2 separate regions of the Rattus norvegicus genome follow, and region 2 is linked to region 1. Evidence: chromatin contacts called from public Hi-C data. All regions are on one chromosome and are shown on one strand. The core of a region is the stretch at or near the end of the contact, and the rest is flanking DNA. Distances in the headings are between cores, read along the strand shown.

Region 1 (7,410 bases), core at 3,505-6,004:
CCAACATCCCCATAACCCATTGTCTTAGGTTTCCCAGAGATATGTCACCTCAACATCAGCAGGAAATAGCTGAAGATCGCGATGACCCTATTCCTGCTCCACCATCCCCTCTCTCCAATTTTTCCTCTTTTTATTAAACAAGCCCACAGGTTGAGAGCTGCTGGGTTGGGAGCTTTGTATATGTTCCTGCTTCATCGATATGACTCAGGCCACGGGAGATTCATCATGATTCCTCAGACACAGCCTGACTTCTACATATGAATAGTTTCAATGAACCACTTCCCTTGCCTGATACATTCCTTTCAGTGATTCCTACATGAATTCTTCTAGTGAGGCGAGAAGCAAACTCTGGGCTGGAGACAGGCTGAGGGGAAGTTAGGCTCTTCCTCAGTTGCACGCTGGGTCAAGCTGCTCTGCAGCAAAGAGCCCTAGGCTGAGAGTGGGGACGCCAGGCAGTGTCTCTGGTTCTAAATTTTACTTCTCTAATGTTAAGATGGTCCTTATTTGATAAATGCTGTCGCCACCAGTGAGGCTGTTTGGAGGAACCAGTGAGAGAGAAAGGAAGAGAAATATACAATGTTCGTCAAAGTGTTCAGACTGTGCTGGGACCCAGCATCCTAACTGCCAATCGTAGCAGGAAGGAGCCCATGTTCATCCGTTCTATGAACATCATCAAATACTGTAGAACACACACACCAAGTCAATCCAGAGGCTCTGCGTGCACACAGAGAAAACATGGCGGAGGCACGCCCCACCCAGACTCGCCTCAGAGACGTGGACGCCCTGTGGGTCTTAGTGCGCTCGGCTGCCATGTTCCACACCTTCCAGCCTCACCAGCAGCCACTGGTCTTTTTCTCTAACTCAAATTTCCGAAACTCAAAGGGAAAGCATCCTCATCGTGCCTGGAATTCGGCCACTGATCTCTGGCTAGGCAGGGACAGTGCCCAGATTGCTCCCAAGGGGACCCTGGCGTATCCGGAAGGAAGAATCTATGTGAGCTGTATGCTGCCAAACCGAAGGGGCGAAGAAGCTCTCTCCTTTCAGGGGACATTTGGGCCATTTCACTCATTTGTTTCACAGTAAATATGCATAATTTTAGTAAGAAAGGAGCTAACTGGTTTGTTTTTTAAGTTAAAATAAAATACGTCTTAGTATAGAGAGACAGACACTCCGCCCTCGGGAGCGGCTGCTGTGTAGTGGACCTGAGTTTCATTCCCAGCGCCTACCTTAGGGGGCCCACAGCAAGCTCTGTGGGATCCGAAGCCACAGGCGTCCGCCAGCACTTCACTCCTGCACACACCCATTCACAGACCCAGATGACACAATCGCATGACTTTAAACAAAACCAAATCTTTTATTTAAAACAAAAATACATGTGATTGGGAGACAGAAGCTGGTAATAGAACACCTGCCTGCTATAACAAAGCTTCCATGTCCATCGTCATTACCGGATGAATGAATGGATTTAAGATACAAACATCTTGAGTTCCCCCCTCCCCCCTCCTTTTTTCAAGACGTGGTTTCTTGTGTATCCCAGGTTGTCCTGGAACTTGCTCTGTAGACCAGGCCGGAGTGCTGGGATTAAAGGGCACGTGTGTCCACCACCCAGTTTGGCAAACTTGATTCTTCTTTTTTTTTCTTTTCTTCCCCCCCCCCCCCCCACCCGGAGCTGAGGACCGAACCCAGGCAAACTTGATTCTTAAGGTATGCTTGGAGGGAAGAACGCGCTGAGACAGGAAGTGCTACTGGTTTTTATTCTAACTCTGGTCGTGGCTCTGTCTTTTCTGCATTGGCTGGGGATGGAGAGAACCTTATTTAATTGGCTAGTCTGAAGACAACTGATGCATGAGAAATGAAGGAGAGAGGCAAGTCCTCCTGCTGGAAGGAGGGCCACTGCTCCAGGCCATCAAATTCCTAAAATAGAGCAGAGGGCCTTTGTGTAAACAAAGGTTTTAATAGGTAGAGAGGATTAAGTCATTTGCATAAAAGTCTTACAGGGTGGGGGAGATTTAAAAAAACAAAAAAATCTTGCTTGTCCTCAGCTCAGGTTTTAGGTGTTTGACAGAAAAGGCTCCTGATTACTATTCTTACAATGACTCTGTCAGGGCAGCAGAGAAGTAGCTGATACGGGGATACATTGTTATTTTTTTTCTTCCTACAGCTGCTCAGTGGAATATGGAAAACTCGAACCTGCCCTGAACACCAATAAGATGAATTGCTTACTCCTTGGGTTCTGGTGCTTTCTTCGTACAATATTCGTCCCTCAGATGCTTAAAGAACACAGTGCGTTCTTCAAACACACAATGTGATCTCATGATGGCTCATGTTAACCCCATTGGTCGAGAATAAGCCATTGCCACCCCCTGACCTTACTTCCTGCCACATACCTTCAGCCTACACGTGATCACCACATCCGTTGCAGTTGAGTCAAACAGACTTGTGGGAGTTTGTTATGGCCCATACAGCAGCCTCCAGCATCTCAGGAAGTGTCTGTCCTCGGGCAAGGGGCTTACAGGGTAGGTGCGTTTCTGTTTCGTGGATCTCTTAGGCTTAACTTTGGCTCTCACAGCCACTGGTATGGCTGCTTTCCCCATGCTGATTCACGGGCTCCACCCTGCTCTGAGGTTACCCTGGCTGACACCTATGTGAGCCATCTTCAAAATACTTGGCCCACTCTCATCACTCTCATTTTACACCCTTCTGGTAGGAATTTCCAGGAATTGTGTTATAGGTGTAGATTTTGAAGTAGCTTCCAGAGCATTTTTTTTTTTATATTGTCTCCTAACATCCCAACAACTCTGACAGAAGAAATTTTGTAGCAAAACAAAACAAAAACAAAGATTCTTGGAAGCTTCAATCAAAGTCTGTGGTGAAAACAAACAAAAACTAGAAAGCAAACTAGTTTTTCAATAGGGGGCAGGGCAGTGGGGAGGAGGAGGGGCAGGCAGACATTTGTGTCAGGTCTGCAGGTGCCTGTCTGTGAGATTGAAGAGATACAGAGTGGAGTGACCCCCTACCTCTCCACCCTGCCACCTCCCCACCCACCCACCCACTCATTACAAACTAAAGGTCTCTCTGTTTCGTTGGGTTCAGAAGACTAAAGAGAACAGTTAACATGCCGGGACTGGGGAACCCCCGGTGCCTGGGCTCAGGCTGCAGAGAAGTGGGTGTTGCCCTGCTCCGATTCTGACACAGTTCACCCAGCACAAAGATTGGCTGGGAGTATTGGAGAAATCTGACTGGAATCAAGGGGCCTGCTGCCTGCTGCAGGGGGAACCTTCTGGGATTGCCTAAAGCAAGGAGAACGCTGCCCATCCTCCTGCTGCCTGGAGTCTCCCTCTAGTGCCCCGATTGGCAGAGCTTTTCAGGGCTCTGTAGCAGAGGCCCAGCTGCAGCAGCTGACAACGGTTAGGGCTGAGAGTCGATAGCTTAATCATTAGCTCGTCAAGCACTCGTGCAGCCACACATTAATATGGTCTGTCTTGGCTGGGATGTCTCTGTGCTTAGAAAGTTTCCTGGTATAAAACACAAACGATAGACATTTGTTGATATCAGGAGATGGGAAAGGGGCGCGCTACACTAGCGGTTCTCCAGTCTGTATTCAAAGGCAAGAAGAATACAAAATAAGCTTGGTTGTCCTGCCAGAATTTAAGCTCATTTCTGGCTCTATTTATACTTCTCCCAGTTGCCTCTTGGCAGGGCTGTAGCAGGAGGCATACCTATAGCCTAGGGCTTCGGAGAAATGCAGGTCCAGTGTAAAATCCCACCCCCACTAAGAGTTGAGAGCCTTGGGCAAACTACTCGGTATCAAAGGCTTGTTTCCCTCGTCTACAAAATGCAGGTGCTGATGCTCTGGGCCTTAAATAAGGCAGTCCTATGGGACCACCCCTGAGTAGCCTGCCCGTGTTTCCTAGTGCAGACCATGGTTCCAGCTGGAGGGCCATGGATTCGCCCGTGGCTGGCAGGCCAAAGGTTAAAGCACCTTGGCAGGCTAGGCACGGCGTCAGCAGGCAGGCTCTGCAGCCAAGGACGGTCCTAAGAATTGCACTGGAGTTTCCTAACAGCCCTATTTGAAATTTCCTAATAGTGGAGTTTCAAAGCCAACTACTTCCCGCCTAGCACAAACGAGGGTGTGGTTTGTTCTCACATTCACACAAAAGAAAACAAGGAGCGCAACACCCCCCACCCCCAACCTCGGCCCCGCGGCTCGCCCAGCTCCGGATATTTTCCCAGGCACCGGGTGCGAGCTACGGGTACGCCCTACGGCTGCTACACTTCCCAGAGCCAGGGTGCAGTCGCTCCAAGGTCGGGTTCTAAGGGGTTCCAAGGACCGGGCCCCCAGTGAGCTGACCGGATTGCCTTGCTGGGCTGGGTCGGACCTGCAGTTGCAGCCGGAACCTAGCCCAAAGCATGTGGCTGGACTCAAAATCGTCCTCTCAGGGGCTGGAATCCTGGGAATGTCGCTGCGGGAAAGCTTCTGGCTGGCCTTCGGGTGGCAGGAGGGTCAAACCTTTTTCGGGTGATTTCTCACAAAATTCTCAAGGGCTGCAGCCCTGCGAAGTGGAAGCCCAAGGAATGAGAAGGGAAATTCTCGCTCCTTCTCGAGGCCGCCTTTGTTACGTCCAGTCCCAATGTGCTGCTGGCGAAGCAGACAAATGCCTGTTCTCCTTCCGAAGACCCCTTTGTGTCTGTGGAAGTTCCTTCTTTGGTTGCGAACCATCTATGACACCCGAGCGAGTCTTTTCAGCTGGATTGTCGCCACCTCGTGGCAGGATCCGGTGGTCACATTGGTCCTTCGTCCTCTAAGTCCTTTACTCTCTTCAGTCCGAAGCCTACATTTCTTTCTTTCTCCAACCAGCTCTGGACTAGAACTTTATAACCATGTTCTTTGGGCTTAGGGATATCTCTGTCCCCTCCTCTCTGTTACGCCGCTGGCCTTCTTAAAGAGAAAGGAAGCAAGTGCTAGTTGGACAGCAGGAGTCACCAGATGGGCAAGCCTGTGGGGGGGAGTCGAGGTAAGGCGTCAATCCCCCACCAATTTCCCATGAGACAAACTAATGATTAAGAAGGCAGACGCACTCTGTCTTGTTTCTACTGGTTAGTAATGCTATTATACTTGATGAGTATTATTAAAGGATCCCTGTCATTAAAGACTCCCTGTTATTATTGTTATTATTATTAGCATTTATAATGTATCCCTTATTTTCAAAGCACGCTGACTATTATCTCCCTGGACTTTCCAAACACAACAGAGCAGCAGGCAGGTGACATCTTCATAAAATAGGGAAACTGAGGCACTGTAATTAGTGGATTTCTTGGATTAATGAGTCAACAGTAGTTATTTCTCCCCGGTTGATTATTACCTTCCTCTGAACTCACGGGTTCCAGTAAATGGCAATCTTGACTTGGGAAACTAGTTTCTCACATTCACTTTTACGACCCACTTGTAATCGCATTAGAAACCCAGTCAGGGAAGTTTTCAAACTTATGAGTCATTACTTCAAACTCATTACTGGGCACCTGGGCCCTGTTAATTGTATTTTATTGTACAAGTCAAATTATTTCTATTATTGTAACTTAGTATTTATAATGTATTTTGTTAACATGTATATAAGGAATTCCAGTTGGTAAAAAGTAGGAGGTCGTAGCATCAGTAAGACGGATAGATTTTGATCTAGAGGACACACAGCTTGCCAGATAATTACTCCAATTGTTTGTTACCACAGACAGTAAGAAAAAAAATAACTATATTGTATATACTTAGATATTTGGTTGTTTCTAGACAGAGTTTCTGTGTGTGGCCCCTGGCTGTCCTGAAACTCATTCTGTAGACCAGGCTAGCCTCGAGCTCAGAGATCTGCCTGCCTCTATTTTCTGAGTGGTGGGAGGTATGTGCCACCACCGCCTAACTTCAATTACATTATTTTAATACTAAAGCCTATCAACCTCTCAGAGACAAGAGACTTCCCAAGATTTGTTTCTACTTCTAAAAGGTCTTCGTCTTAACCGGGAGTCACTCTGACCTGGTACTTCATAGCTGAATCCTTTCTTTTTTTTTTTTTTTTTTTTTTCCGGAGCTGGGGACCGAACCCAGGGCCTTGCGCTTCCTAGGCAAGCGCCCTACCACTGAGCTAAATCCCCAACCCCAGCTGAATCCTTTCTTAACTCCGTTTTCACTCCCAAGGCAGTGACAACATATGGTCATTTCCAATGTTGTATCAATATACAAAGATCTATACCAGTGTTCTTTCTTCCCAGAAAGCAGCTGTGCTGTGCACTCCATCTCCTTCCTTCTGGAAGACAAAGAACCCAGCACTCTGGAAGTATCCACTGCACAGCTTTGGACTGTCAGGTTCGGAGAGTTGGGAAGTTTGTCTGTCCATCCTGCTGCTTGGATGCACTTGATGTCAGCCACAGGGCAGTCTCTCATACAACCTTCCTGAGTTTTTCTTTTTACCCATCTCTCACCTCAAAGCAAATTCCTAAAGGCACAATTTCAAAGAAGTTGCTCATTGGTTTAGGGGACTTGGGTCAATCTTCCCAACCCTCCCTCATGCCCATTCATTCATTCATTCATTCATTCATTCATTCGGAACGCACATGCTGTGCATCAATCTGCTGTGTATTAATAATAGTTCCTTTCTGCAGTGGTGAGGCAAGCAAGAGCAGAGCTTCATAGTTAATTCTCGTTATTCTTGCTCTGTAGTGAGGAAACCGAAGTTCCCAGAAGATGCTTATCATGGTACAGGTAGATGGGAATCTGTGAATGTGTGTGTAAGGCTGCAACTCCCAGCTACTCAGAAATTTGAAGGCTCTGTCACCTTCCTGTACTTTTCACGTGGAAATGTAAGACTTGAGGGTGTGGCAGGTAAATGCGAACTGAGGGGTTAGTGTTGAAGATTTGGTTGGATTACTAAATTTACTCTTTACAAAGCATTGTATAGATATACTCTTACGTTGATAGAGAACTTTATAACTGATACAAAATTGAAGTTATAATTTCTTACATTGGCACAGATTTGCATATTGATACAGGTTTAAGGTTTTCATTAATATAAATCTTTGTATATTGATGCATTTGATACTAGCGTTGCTACTCTTAGATAGGCATTGTGCTTATGCAACTCATTTAAGAACACAGGGCTTTGACCCAACCCTTCTAACAGCTGCAATTACAAACTGTTTAGGATGATTAAGTAAAACACGTTAAGGGCCAGACAGTAAATTCATGGTTATGTTCGATCCTGATTTAATTATAATAAAGTGTTTTCAATATTATTCAAGTAGAAATAGCTAGAAGTAGTCAAGGTTCAACAGCTCAGATATACTTTATATGTAGTCCTCAGAAACATCAGAAGTCTGCAGAATATGGCATTCGTAATAATTTCATTATTATTAGAATTTTGACTA
Region 2 (7,591 bases), core at 4,203-6,702, 250 kb after region 1:
TCCTTGTTTCTGTAACTGCCTAGATGATTATAGCCATTGTTTGAAACATTTTCCTTTCCTGCCTATTCTGTATTCTTTTTTCTTTTCTTTTCTTTTATTCTTTTTTTCGGAGCTGGGGACCGAACCCAGGGCCTTGCGCTTGCTAGGCAAGTGCTCTACCACTGAGCTAAATCCCCAACCCCTATTCTGTATTCTTTTTGTCTTTAGCAAGGACCCCAGCTAGTTGTAATTCTTCCTGATTCCTGAAGGTCATGATAACTGAGTGGTAATTTTCTGTTGACTTTCATTACATAAGCAGTGCTACTGTGATATGATCTGGAGAATCTCCTATATGTCAGACTGCTTTTTCTTCCCCTTGCAGAGCTACTAGTAACACACCAGTTTCCTCTCAGTGATCCAGATAAAGTGCTCAGCCTAATAACTCCATTGCTCTGTGATTCGGGTACGTGGGTGTTTAAAGCAGCCACATGCAGTGTTAACTTGCCTTCAGTGGAGTTACTTAATTCCTGATGGAGGCATTTCTTCCTTCCTTTGGAGCTGAGATCTCCGGGCCAGAATATCCGTGCTCACAAAGCAGAAGTTTTGTTAGTGGGTCACTAAAGGCAAAGACCATTCTTATGTCTACCTCTTATGTCTAGGCCTGTGACTCCTGGCAACTGAAGAAACGGTACATATGTTAAATACCAATTCAGAGAATACATGGTTGCTTGTACATCCTTTCCCCATCCCTACAAAGTATTAACAATCTGCAAAGACTGTTACTCTTCTTGGATATATATTTTATTGTATATGCATTGGTGTTTTTGCCTGCATGTACATCTGTAAAGGTGCCAGATCCTCTGAATTTGGAGTTACAAACAGTTGAGAGCTGCCACATGGGTCCTGAGAATTGAACCCAGGTCCTCTGGAAGAACAGCCAGTGCTCTTAACCTGAACCATCTCTCCAGCCCTGAAAGACTATTATGGAGTGTGAATTTAGTGAATTTCACAAGCATTTGCTAGGTTGTGTCTATGGCAAATAAGACGCTGCTCTTCCATTATGAAAGTGCTCCAGTGACATCTGCCTTCTACCCTAGGGAACAGTGCTATGTCAAGACTAAATATTGGTGTCCAGTGCTGACAGACACTCAGCAGCACCCACCCTGAACCCAGCGTTCCCTCTCCCCTTTACGCCCAGATGTAAATTAATAACCTCTATGCTTGCTGCTTGCTTATGGGTGCTTTATTCACGAGTCCATTGATCACTAACAGGAAGGCTGGCTGTCACTTGAGTACTTCCTGAACTCCTCTGCTGATGCCACCCTTGGTGGGCATTATTTACATGTTAACACAGACATGTTGGGGCTTGCCCACTCAGGTTTAACCATATACCCCTTCTCCAGATTTCTTCATCCCCAGCTTCCTGACCAACCTTTTGGATAGGTATATAATTGTGTGTCTAGCTATGTTCCTTCAGTGGTGCCTAGAATGGAGTTGCAGTGCTCCATCTGTCCATCTGGAAGTGGTTCCTGTCTGTTATAGGGAAACAGCCTGTAAGGTTCCTGTATATTATAGGGAAACAGCCTGGAAAGTGAGCCTGGTTTTCTTCTGTCAGCTGATGAAGAGCATTCCCCATGGCATCAGTCACATGGGCAGGTGAGGATGGGGAGATGGCAGGAGTGAGGATGGTCAGGAGACACTTCATCTAAGTTACTGTGCCTTAGGGCTGCCTTGGGCACACAAGGCAGCACCACTGCCGTTGATCCACAGAATGCTGCTGTTCTTGCCCTTTAACCTGTACTGCTGTTGGCCCACATAGGTATTTCTGACCAAAGAACTGTGAATAAGCATGTGTTTTCCATTTCCAGGATAGTGATTAAGTGTTCAGTGTAAGGCTTTCCGAGGTCTCTTCCTGTCTTGCCCCTTCTAGTAACTAGTAGTGTTAAGGGGCCGGTGCTTGCCTAAGTGTGTGTGCATCACCCACAGAGGCCAGAGAGACCCCTGTAAGTGGACTTACAGATGGTCGTGGTTATGTAACAGGGGCAGCAAGTTCTCTTGACCCCATCTCTCCAGGTCTTGTTTCTAGCTTTTAAAATGACCGTTTTGATTTGTTTCCCAGTTTACGCTTTTTACCCCGTTGCATGTAATTATTAAAAACAATCTACACTAAAGCTGGCTACATGCCAGCCACGGAGGTCTCCCCGCTCTCATGGCTATCCCAAAGTGGGCCTCCCAATCTCGCATTCCCAGTCATCCGTCCCCTGTGGCCAGGCTACCAAGACTGGCTCTAAACCCTGAACCCTGTATAAAAAAAACTCCAGAGGCTTATAATTTATCAGTCGGATTTATAACAGTAAATTCTCAATCCCCAAAATGCCCATACAAAGAACACAAAATTCACTTGATACTGATACAAGCTGCATACCTAGATATGGGGCAAATGCACCCTACATTACTTACTGTCCTTCTATGAGATCCATAGCTACCTGTGGCTATTTCATGCCATGTGGATCCGGTTTGTCTTTCTCTCCTGTAGATTCCATCTTGTCTCCTCATCTCCATCTTCCTCTCTGTCTCTCTTTGTCCCCTCTCTAAAACTCGAAGCCCACCTTCTTTTTCCACTGCCCCATCACAGGCTCTAGCCTGATTTCTCACCTGCCTCACTGCCTCAGCTGTGTCAGACAACAGTCTACAATCATCCTCTCTTTTTTTTCCTACTGTACGCTTTCCTTTTGCCTCTTTTCTCTTTTATAGTTAATCCTCACAAGTAATTCCAATAGGTGGTTATTTTTCTGCGATTTTACAGTTATGAGAGTGAGGCTCAGGGAGGTTATAGGTAAGTCCAGCTTCTACTTAAGTAAAATCTGTTTTGAACAGTTTGTGTTGGTTGTAATAGTCATGCCGTTCTCACCAGTGACTTAGGTTTGTTGAAGGTTTTATATGAACTTAGTGAATTCTTTGACTCTGTGTGATTATTGATTAGATTCATTTGGGGCTGAAGTGGCTCATCGGTTTACTGCTTTTGTAGAAAACATGAGTTTAACTCCCAGCAGCCACATAATAATGTGCCTGTAACTTCAGCCCTGAGAAATACGATTTTTGAACTCTGCAAAAAACATACACTTACATGCACATGGCCCCCCCCACACTTACACATGTACACATAATTTAAAACTTTTTAAATTAGATTGTCCAATCGGACAACACACCCTTCCCCTCCCAATATCACGTTTTGAGAAGATTCAGGGACTTGGAAGAGTAGAGCCTGAGGACCAGTGTCCACATAGAAAGCCTGGCATGGCCCCTGGAGGAGGGACAGAGATGGGGGAGTCCCTGAGGCTTGCTGGCCAGCCAGTCTGTTGATGACCTCCAGATTCTGGGAGAGATGGCACTGCAGAGCGAGCGAGCTCAGCAGTTAAGAGCTTGCTGCTGTTTGGTTCTCAGCAGACAGCTCACAGCTCCAGCTCCAGAGAGGCCAGTGTCCTCCCTGCTACCTCCACAGGCACCTCCCAGACACATGCACACGGGGAAACTCCGAGAACAAAGATGGAGGTCAGTAGAGTAGGGCACCCAGCGTTGACCCCTTGGCCTCTGTATGTACACATACAGGCATGTATCATATACACATACACAGAAGGACAGGGGACAGGTCAGAAGACTTACAGATAGCTCAGCCCCTGCAGTTGGTATGAAAGCTCCATTGTGACATAGGAGACCTAGGTTCCTGTTTTATTAATCCACTCCACGCTCTTAAACACGCATTTATGTCGAAAATTATCTGCACGTGCTCCGGCTTTCTGTCCAGCAGGAAACGATGAGGAAGGGCATTCTCTCTTAAGACTATGTCCTAGAGGTCAGGGAACCTGGTCCATTCAGTGGCACGCAGGCCTTCCAAATGCTCGTCACCGCTGCTGCTTGACGTCTGTCACGGATGGAACCACAGCGGCTTGTGCCACGCTCCTGCGTGTTTTGTTTTCAGATTCCTTATTCATAGTATGATGGTTCATATGTACAGTGAAGACTATACTCCTGTGTTCATTTACAGCTTAGGAAAGTTGGAGTATAACTAGGTATAAAGGACATAGCTGTTTTTATTCACTGAGATGTCTCATCACATGTCACTTTACTTTAAAAAAAAAACGCTTTGCAAAAGCAGGCAGAAAGTATGTTCTGGTTTCAGATACCAAGTAGAGATTAATAAAACAACATGAGGATTCGTACTAGGATCTGAAAAGCAGAATTAAATCTCAGAGTCGTGCTTCTTTTATTTATTTTTTTGTTAATTATTTGTTTAAATAGCAAACAAAACCATGAGTCTTGTTTTAGATTTACGTTTGTATAGAGGATGCTATTTTTCTTAAAAGTTAGTCTATACTTTTAAAAAATTTTGTACTATAACATCAGTTTGGTTTAATAAAAATACTGGAACTTTAAATAAAATCCTTTTCTTATGCTTCCTGCATTAGAAGCCACTTATAAAATGTATTTAGGACATCCCACTAACCTCATGCCTTCATGATCTGAGTGTGTAGTACACTGAAGAGTTGTTTCAGACCCATGTAAATGCGCTATTTAACTACAAATTAAAATAGATTTTATTTGCTGTGTTACCTGTCAGCCTTAAATTGGAATATCTTCTATAAAACCAGCAACTGATTATTTCAGGCCCCCCTCCAAAAAAAAGGCTTAAGTAGGATTTTTATTTAATAATTAGCTTATCAGGGGGAGTTGCTTTTATTTTATCTTGTTTTAAAGATGAGGTTTCACTGTGTCATAGCCCAGGCGTGCCTTGGGACCTTGCTCTTCTCCTGCCTAGGACTCTGACTGCTGACTGACCTTCCTGGGTTACAGGAGGCCTCTGCTGGTTTGGCCATTATCGCCTGCTCTGTAGTTGGACAGTTCTCCTTCTTACTGCACTCACTTAACAAGAGCTTAGTTTCGGTTTTATTTCCTACATTGACACAGACTCGAATGCAGCAAAAACTCTTATATTTGAAACTAATGTTAATTTGAAATCTTGTAACAATTGTTTTAAATTTGTCCTAGTTGTTAATTAGCAGTAATATGTCTGCTGCTATGATAATTAGTGGTGGGGAGGATCCAAAAAAAGAGTTACACATTGTGCATGTTTTGAGATTTGGACTTGAATTGTTACTCTTCTGCCCTGTAGATGAGGCTTTGATCTTCACTCTTCTCTTAGTTCTCCACATTTCTCCAAGTTGCTTGATTCCTGTAAAACCGTGGGTTCACATCACTGCTTGACTCCTATAAACCGTGGGTTCACGTTTCTCTGTGCTTTGTGTCTTCAGCAGTGGAGCTTTTTCAGAAGTCAGGTACTGTTGGGTGTGAGTTAAATCTGAGCCGGTGTTTAAAGCCAGTCTTCTCTCTGCTCTTCCCCAGTCACGTTTGCCCTTGTCAGCATGGTGTCCTCCCTCAGGGAGCCGGATGAATACCCACAGCATGGCGCGGTCCAGCCTCCCTGGTTTGACTCTGCTGTCTCACGCCCTCACCTCCTCCCTTCTAAAGAATAAACATCTGCCTGAGCCCGGCTGAGCCTGGCTTCGGAGACTGTACCGGCGGCCAGTCAAGTGTCTCTGTGCTCTGGTGTGTCTGTGCTTTACTGTGTGCGGTGGGGCCATGGTGCCAGGGGAGGTCAGAGGACAACTGCTGGATCTGCCTCTCCTGCCTCCTTTACACCCCCACCCCCGGATTCCAGGGATCGGGAGATCTCTAGGCTTGTGCTTGTGCAGTTTTTTATCCACTGAGCTGTCTTGCTGACCCCAGGCTAAAGTTTTGATTAGTGTTGGCTGGATTCCAGAGTAAAATTTTTAATTAAGGATAAGGATTAAAGTCTTGTATTCATAATTGACATTTATGTTTGCTAGCATCAGTGTGAAAAAAAATCAATTTTTAATATCCTGGTTGTGTGGTTTCTGGCAAGAGCTAACCAATTGGAGCAGTGGTAAAAGTTTTTAAATGAGTGTCGGTATGTGTGTGCGAGTGTGGGGGCTAGTGTGTGGGTTTGTGTGCATGTATGTGCATACAAACATAAATGTAGGGGTCAAACTGAGACGATCTGAGTTTGCCAGGCCTGCCTTCAAAGTGCCTTGAGTTCTAAGCCTTAAGCCTCTTGCCTACCCAGAAAATAGAAATCCCATAACACTAAGAACCCTATAGACTTTATCATTGGGGGGGACAACACAAAGTCTCCCATTAAGTGTCTGTTTACTTTATAAATAGACATGAATGTTTTATTTTTATTGACTTATTAGAAAAGAGAGATTCTGTACCGTTGGTGGACAGCTAGAAAAATTGACAGCATGACAGCAAGCAAAAGAGAATCCCAGCACTTAGGAGACAGTCATCTAACATAGCCCTCTCTGAAAATAACAGTACCACATGAAACTTTAATATTTTATTATTCTAACTTATATTCTTCAATTTTACTATGATAAGTCCTGGGTCCCACCTTCGGTTTCAGTTCATTGTATTCATTTATAGTAACCCAAAAGCAGTATTTTAAATGACATTTTGGCGCCATCTGCTGTTATGTAACATGATGTTCCATTTACTTTGATAAAACTTGTAAGTAGGAGATTAAAATACATTATTTCATATTTTTGCCCATATAAGTACAAAATTGAATTTATCTGTCTTGATTTCTGTATCCCATCTGACAGAGACTATAGAGTCGCATACCCATATTTCTGTACTCTTGCCTCTGTTGGTTTTGAATATTCAACCAGTCCCTTGCACTAGTGCCTTTAAGTTCCTGAAGGCTTTGCTTATGGAGTCCCCATGAAAACGGCTTCTGAGGGTAAGGCTCTGTTCCTTGACCTCTAGTCATGTTTTTATGCCTCTTCTTGTCTTTGAGCATCTAGTCTTTCCTCTTACATTGGTTTGTTTTTCACCTGTAAAGTTCCACTGCTGTCCATTCAAATGAACACTCACCCAGAATTCTAAACTGTTTATTTCTTCTTCTTCTTCTTCTTTTTTTTTTTTTCTTTTCTTTTTTTCAGAGCTGGGGACCAAACCCAGGGCCTTGCGCTTGCTAGGCAAGCGCTCTACCACTGAGCTAAATCCCAAACCCCAAAACAGGGTTGGGATTTTTGTTTAATTTTTAAAATTGATTTAATTATGATTTGTGTGTGTGTGTGTGTGTCTGTGTGTCTGTGTGTGTGTGTTTTGCTTAGATGTATGTATGTGCATCATGTTTTGTGCCCACAGAGAGCAAAAGATATGCACGGGAACTGGAGTCACAGGTGGTTGGGAACCATCATGTAGCTTCTGAGAATTGAACCCATAGTCTGCAGGACCAACACATATTCTTAACTTAGCTGAGCCATCTCTCCGGAGCTTTGAGGTAGGGCTCCTTTACCTCAGGCTAGCTCTTAACTCCCTATGCAGCTGATACTAGCTTTAACTCCTAATTGCCCTTGCAGCTCTTCTGTGATAGCATATGCCTGTGTATAGCTTCTTTTATATAAATCATTTCCACTACAAATACAGCATCATATTTTATAATCATAGTTTGTAAGTTTTGCATGCTCTGTCTTGTACTTTGAGTACTGTGGCAATTTATGTATATGGGAATATAAAAGATTATTTTGTT

Evidence for each region. Hi-C and Micro-C count contacts between places; a contact is called where the count stands out from the background.
Region 2: a contact with region 1 is called in a Hi-C map of liver, with 5 times the contacts expected there. The contact joins two enhancer-like sites. A contact is called at or near these places in 6 of 12 Hi-C or Micro-C datasets (Schwann cells, frontal cortex, hepatocytes and 3 more).

The regions. Positions count from the first base shown.
Region 1 is chr6:12,026,822-12,034,231 of GRCr8, forward strand. No RefSeq gene overlaps it. Among named protein-coding and RNA genes, the nearest start is that of Foxn2, 210 kb to the left of the region's middle. Within about 2 kb of position 4,755, at least 53 of the 93 cell types and tissues checked have an H3K27ac peak or open chromatin away from gene starts, as enhancers often do. A contact at or near this core is called in Schwann cells, hepatocytes and liver, where this site is marked.
Region 2 is chr6:12,272,574-12,280,164 of GRCr8, forward strand. It overlaps a transcript of Fbxo11 not described here. Among named protein-coding and RNA genes, the nearest start is that of Fbxo11, 16 kb to the right of the region's middle. Within about 2 kb of position 5,453, at least 38 of the 93 cell types and tissues checked have an H3K27ac peak or open chromatin away from gene starts, as enhancers often do. A contact at or near this core is called in Schwann cells, hepatocytes and liver, where this site is marked.